Regions from separate parts of the Sparus aurata genome. Here region 1 is linked to region 2. Evidence: chromatin contacts called from public Hi-C data. All regions are on one chromosome and are shown on one strand. Each heading gives the region's core, a stretch centred on a gene start, on an enhancer-like site or on the middle of the called end of the contact. The rest is flanking DNA. Distances are from core to core; before and after follow the strand shown.

Region 1 (3,143 bases), core at 531-3,030, 140 kb before region 2:
GACACATGTCAGCAACAATACATCTGTGAAATCATGCGTGTTGACTGTATTAGAAGCAGTCTGCCAGGTAAAAGCTGGATGTGGAGGGATGAATTCTGCTGTGGGGTTTCGTGACAGATATACAGTTTAGGAGGGATTTCTAGAATGCCTGCTGGCCCATGGGTGTGAAAAGCTTATCCCACAACTCCACCTTCAAGATGGCGTTTTCCAATGGACTCATGGTGGCCTTTACATCTAAGTAGTTGCCCACATAATTGATTCCTGACCCCGTGGCTTCCTCCCTGACAAACCCATGCTCTTTCTGGTTTTTCTCATAGTACAATTCTTTGTACAAAGCCTTATCGCATTCACGGCCCTTTTCATAGATGCCCACCGCGAACCAGTTCTTGTACAGGTTGTAGTCCCAGGGAACTGAGAACATGATGGCCAGAGACTCAATGTAGTCGTTCTGCGTCCTCTCGAAGAGGTCGTAGGTCAGCACACCAATGCTGCCGGTGGCTTTGCCGCTGGACTTGGTGAAAGTGCAGACCTCCGTCATCAGAGGGCGCACGGTGGGTTGAGGTGGGTTGTATGTCTCGCCATTTTCAAGGTACACCCTAACCGGAACAGAGGAAGCGTATGTTACACACATATATACTTATTTGGATCTTTATGTTTCAAACAAGCCAGAATGATACATGTCATGTCACATTCTGATAATAAGCTGTCTTTCATGTGGTGGCATGACAGCTAGGTGAGTTGGCAGTCAAGCATAGACCACTGTTGGAGACATTGTAAACAACAGAACCACTTTATGAGATGTTGGATATTTTCCAGCTGTATTGTGGTGGAAAGAAGCAGGTATTTTAAGCCAAAACATGATCTGTCCCTAACCCTAGCATTCCTGGTTTTTGTGCCTTAACCTAACCAGACCACATGCACAGAGGTGTCAGACATGAAATAAAAAATTTGACTTGAAGTTGCAACAAAAAGAAATGTTTCAATATATCCATATCTGTGGTAAGCAGGGGCTGGGCTGGGCTCACCTGGGGTTAAGGAGGCAGTAGTTGTTCGTGATATTTGAGATTTCAATGACGACACTTCTCTTCCTGTCCACATCAGCTGCAATGGCTTCAGCTGACTCTGTCATGTTGGAACGGCTGTGTGATCCTCTTGTAAAAAAAAAAAAAAAAAAGGTAATTTAGATGTTAACCAGCTGAACCGAACAACCTAACAGCAGCTGTGAAAAGCACTTCCCTCCACGCCCAAACACACAGGGAGTCATGAGATACATTACAACAAAAAATATCCCTCTGACCTGTGTTGGCATTACACTGAATGGAGCTGGGTATGAATGATGCATTTCAGAGGCTAATGAGATTTCAGAACAGTTGTGAACAATCAGAGAATAGCTGCAGACTCTCTTTGGCTCATTAGAGAGTGCACCTCTTCAATTACAGCATTAAGTAGCACTCAATAATGAAGTTAGAGTGAAAACACTCGAGAAAATGAGCAGCCGTTTTATCAACAGATATAAGATACAAATCAAACAAATGCTCCATCAGGCTCTGCCGCTACAAATTGCTTTTTTTCTTTTAGAGTCACAAGCTAATGAGCCATTCTGTGTACTGCTTTCTGTAAAATCAGTTTAATATTCTAATTTCTTTCAGCCAAAATGCTTCAAGGGACTTACCTGCTGAGAACCTGTGCTGGTGCTGCCAAATCCAAAAGTGGGAAAAGTTAGCTGAAAGGGAGGTGCCGGTAGTTTTTTTTTTTTTAAACAGGATGCATGCCATCAACCAGGAAACCCTCCCACTTGCAACACAACCCCTATTCGACAGTACACACCCTCTTTCAACACACATTTGTCGTCAACACAAAGCCCCTTTGAGAACAAATACTTCTGTATTTTTCCCTGTGGGATGAAACTGCCACACCCTAGTCTGTGGAACAGTTTACAGCAGATTCCAATTGGATCCCGACCTGTTAGGTAAGCTGAGATCTTTCACTAAGCCCACTCCTACAGGACTGTGGGTAGATGAATGTCTACCAGATTGAAAGATGTGGTCTGGGAGTCGCAAATGCTGTGGCATTGTGCAACAGAGTCAAAGGCAAACTAAACAAGTTAAGACAGGGATCTGTGGAGCTACTTTTTTCCTGTCTTTTGTTGAACCTCCTGGATGCCAAATACCACAGAAAAAAAATCCACACACTTCGGTGCAAGACGGAGAATCTCACAGCCAGCGAAGACCAATATTGTTATCATGCCGATTAAAAAAACATCTATGCAGATATTCCATCTGTTGCTGCTCATTAGAATTGGATGGATCCCGCTAAGAGATTAAAAAATGATTACTGTTCATCAGTAATAATGAAAGCATACTGAGTGAAAACATATCCCACTCAACAAAGCAACACGCTTTGGGTCTGAATGTGTTATTACCATAATCAAAGAAAAAAGAGGGTGTAGAATATACATAAGCCCAAGAAATAAGCTAATGGAGAATCAATGAGCTGGCTGTCAGATATTGATATCTTTCAGCGGACAGGAATTACAGATGACAGCAGAATCAGTCTTCCTGTCCTCTGGATGTTTCTCTGAATGACAACACGCAACAGTGTTCAGATCAAATTAAGTTTATTTATTCTGTTGAGTACACAAGCAACAACGTGAAGAGGCAGAACACCAGCAGACTTTTCTACACTTAACGACCCATTTTGTCGTAGAGCTCCACTTTCACAATGGCTTTGCCGACACTGGACATCGTGGCCCTCAAATCGACATATGTAGCTCTATATAAAAGCCCAGCGCCGTGTTGCTCAGAGCGGGTGAAGTTACTGAGGTCTTTCCCATCGTACAGCTGGTCATACAGGTGTTTGTCGCAGTCACGGGATTGCTCAACCACACCCACAGCCAGCCGGTTCTTGTACAAGTTGTGGTCAAAAGGCACAGAGAACATGATGGCCATGCGGTCGGAGCAAACCCGGCTCTTCATATGGAACAGGTCGTAGGTCAGCAGGCCAACTGCGCCCGTGGCGGTGTTGTCGTCCTTGGTGAAGGAGCAGACTTCGGTCTTGGAGGTGCGAACCGTGGGCTGGGGCGGGTGGTGACAGAAGCCACTTGACATGTACACCCTGTAAAGGAGAGGAGACAAATCCTCACC
Region 2 (3,465 bases), core at 490-2,989:
TTATTCTATTCACATCTGTATTACATCTGTTCCTCTGTTTGCACAGGCAAAACATCAGTAATGCAAAACTTACAGGTAAATCTGAAACAAAATGTGACTTATACTTATGTCTCACTCAACCTCAGTACCAATAATGCATTACAACAACCAGCGCAAATGTTTACGATCATACAAATTATTCATCAAATAATTCTTCATGGTGGAATTATTCTGTTCTGTATTTTGGTTCCTTGTGATAATGACAATATTCTGCCAAAGTCTGTTTGACGGGCCGGCTGCCCACTGAATTCAAACAGAATAGCCAGTTATTTTTTAAATCAGCATTTCAATTATACCAGTCTACTGGCATGCCTTCGAGGGAGTGCACGACTACTTCTGTAAACTGTGGGACAATCGAACATTAATTTTCAATCAAGAACTTCGGGATTTGTGGCAGTCTCCCAGGGCATTTACTGTATGTGACTGCCAACGCTGAGCATTTAGCACTGATTGGAATTTTGGCTGCAGAAATTAATTCAACAAGCCAGTCTAGCAGCATGACGGAGTTATCACAGCCACTTTTAAACAAATGGCAGTGACAAGACCTGTGTTCCTGAACTGCAAGCTGTAATTAGCTTGTCTTTGCAACTAATGAACTTTCGTTTCTCAGATTAACCCTGCAGGGGCAATGTGGGTAGATGTGGTGATTTGGTATGAGGGAGCAGTGATCACAGAAGACAGGGAGGAGACAAACAAAACAATATACAAGCTGCTTAGAAATGTAGATGATGGATGAATGGATGGATCGTGCATACAAGATTTTTTGTCTATTTCAAGTGAAAATATTAGACTCAAGGTAGATGGCAAGGAGCGTTTCGATAGCTACATCTTGTTTTCTCCAAATTTACAATCATGTGTTAGCATTTTCTTCTTTAGCATCGCCTGTCAATAATTACTTCATCAACTTATTATACAAATCTTACTGCACATTTCTTATCCTAATGACAGATCTATGTGAACCTGATCATTTTTACTGACCCCGATATTCTGTGTGTATATTTATATGCATTTTTTTTGTTGCCTGAGACCTTTTTTCACATTTTATTTGTTTGTGATATTGTTGTTTATTGTTTGTTTTTAATTACAATCAAATGTCTGAATTAAAAGAGTACATTGCTTCTTGAAAGAGTGTTGCCTATTTGCATCAATATGCTATAATATCATCATATCATTACCTTACTGAAATGGCATAAAATGGTATTAAAATGGCAATAAAATCATTCAGGCTACTTTTCTGGGACAATATCTCGTCCAAAAAACATACGTTGCATGACAGACCTTAGTTGTGCCTTTGTTTTGAGTGTTAGTTGACACCCAGTTTACGTTATAAAATGTTGTTGGCTGAAGATTGCCGTCGAAGAAAATTAATTAATCTTGACTGTACTCTCAGTGCGAGATACATATTTTTTGTCCCATTGTTTTGAGTGAGAGATGGGTTTGGTTTTTTTTTGTTAAATGGAGATATAACGTTACATTAATAGCTTAATTCAGCCCAAACTTGACTAACAGAGGCTTTACTTCGACCTTTTAGGCACCTGACAACTACAAAAAGTTTGTCAATTGAGTCATCCTTTTTTATATTAACTCATTTTATGACTGCCAACATGATTCAGTTACCTGGAACTCGTCGATAGCAGTTTAAACTGAACGAAGCGCTAAGTCCTCCTTTTCCCCATCTTTTTGAACAGGCAATGACAAAGGACAGCCGCGCGCCACCGAAAGACACCAAAGGGCCAAGATGGCTGCGCCCGTGACAGACGCCGGGGAGTTTGAAAGCTGGCTAAATGATCGTCTAGACTCGTTAGAAGTGGACCGCGAGGTGTATGGGGCGTACATTTTAGGGGTCTTACAAGAAGAGGAGAGTGACGAGGAGAAAGAAGATGCGCTTCAAGGGATTTTATCCGCATTTCTGGTGAATATCTGAAGCGGCATGTCCCGCTCAGCCACCGAGGCTGTGCTTTCTCATGTGTTGCTGTCCGTCTTGTCGGCTCGGGTGGTACAAAGTGACAGTGCTGATGTCAGCTGTCATTTATGGAAGGTTTTATAGACGCTAAACGCGGCAGTATTTCTCCAACTACAGTCCAGACGCCACAGGCAGTGATGTTGGCTGTTCTCTCATGCCACACCAAGTCCCATTTAAAAAATCTGGAACTTGTAGTTTCTACTGTGCTCTTGTTTAGCGCTGGCAGACATCAGGCGACATATGACTCAGTGCCTAATCATAAATACAATTATTGTGTTTTCACGAAAGAAAACAGCAAATCCAAGGCGCTGTGTGTTACAGATACGTGTTGCCAATGGGTTAACCATTTGTGTATTTAGAGCAAGATGCCACGATGAGCTTTGGCAGACTGTCAGTATACCAGCTGTTATTAGCTTAACAGGGAATAACAGTTACTGCTCACATAACTCACATAATGCATCAACTGTTTGTGTGCTGTTTTTATATCCTCGTACAATTTGGCAGCCTCTGCCAGCTTCTGGTAGACGAAACATATTGGATCACTATATGCAGCATGTACTGCCTGTGAATGAATCCAGTGGGTGCGGTTGTCATCTGTCACTATGCCTCATTTAATGCTAACAGGCCATGTTGATGTAAGAGCATTGTTCACCTGGTTTGTTGAGTACATAAAGTGAGCTGTTGTTAATTAGTAATTGTGCTTTGTGTGCAGGATGAGGACTCCATGGAAGATGTCTGCAAACAGATCATCAAGCAATGGACAGATTATCGCAGCCGATTAGCAGCCCAAAAAAATGCTGATGGTATTTACGTAACTTTGATTTATCCACACTCATCACATCTCTTTGAAATGTTTTGTTGTTTTTTTTTCTAAAGAGACCTCAACAGTAAAAAATAAATAAATAAAAAAAAATCCAAACTCAGCTACTCTTGGAAATATAATTCAGAAAGGTTGGCAGGATTCAAACATTCAAATCTGTAACATACAGGTATATTTCAACCTTTAACTAATGAAAAGAGCTAAATCAAACACCTTGCAGTCGAAACTTTCACAAAATATACAAAGACATTAGAATTCATATAAGCATTTTGAAAGGCAGCGGGCCAAATACAGCATGCAGGCTTGTTAACTCATTTAATTCTTGACTAAACAGCAAAGACAGCTTGCTCCTGAGTCAGTCCTCTATACCAGATAAACACACAGAGGAGCTCTTTTGAGTTTTAAATCGTTTGCTTTGAGTCGGGAGCAGAGTTCAAAAGACTTTTCTCACTTGGAGAGATTAACTTTTCCTGCAAAAAAAAAATAAACAAAAACAGTTCCTGAGACTTCAGAAAGTTTTGTGTGAACTGGAGAAGTGTTAATTCTGTGAAGAACTTTCCACTGTGTTTGCTTTGTCAGTGTTATTACTGGAAAACAGGTTGTTTACTGTGCACTTAACCATAAGGGTCTGTATATTTTCAGG

Evidence for each region. A called contact is a pair of places that touch in the nucleus more often than the background predicts.
Region 1: a contact with region 2 is called in a Hi-C map of skeletal muscle, with 4 times the contacts expected there. The contact joins the promoter of apnl here to the promoter of ccdc43 in region 2. A contact is called at or near these places in 2 of 2 Hi-C or Micro-C datasets (skeletal muscle and an unstated tissue).

What each region holds. Positions count from the first base shown.
Region 1 is chr23:22,393,880-22,397,022 of fSpaAur1.1, reverse strand. It overlaps apnl (actinoporin-like protein), which reads right to left and starts at 1,780. Exons shown (of 3, transcript XM_030406408.1): 1 at 1,673-1,780; 2 at 1,026-1,151; 3 at 1-596. The coding sequence starts at 1,129. The coding sequence ends at 140. LOC115574957 (bryoporin) reads right to left here. Exons shown (of 3, transcript XM_030406654.1): 3 at 2,601-3,114. The coding sequence ends at 2,685.
Region 2 is chr23:22,251,625-22,255,089 of fSpaAur1.1, reverse strand. It overlaps ccdc43 (coiled-coil domain containing 43), which reads left to right and starts at 1,739. Exons shown (of 5, transcript XM_030407753.1): 1 at 1,739-1,951; 2 at 2,715-2,805. The coding sequence starts at 1,778. It overlaps LOC115575572 (a long non-coding RNA gene), which reads right to left and starts at 1,702. Exons shown (of 4, transcript XR_003982692.1): 1 at 1,657-1,702.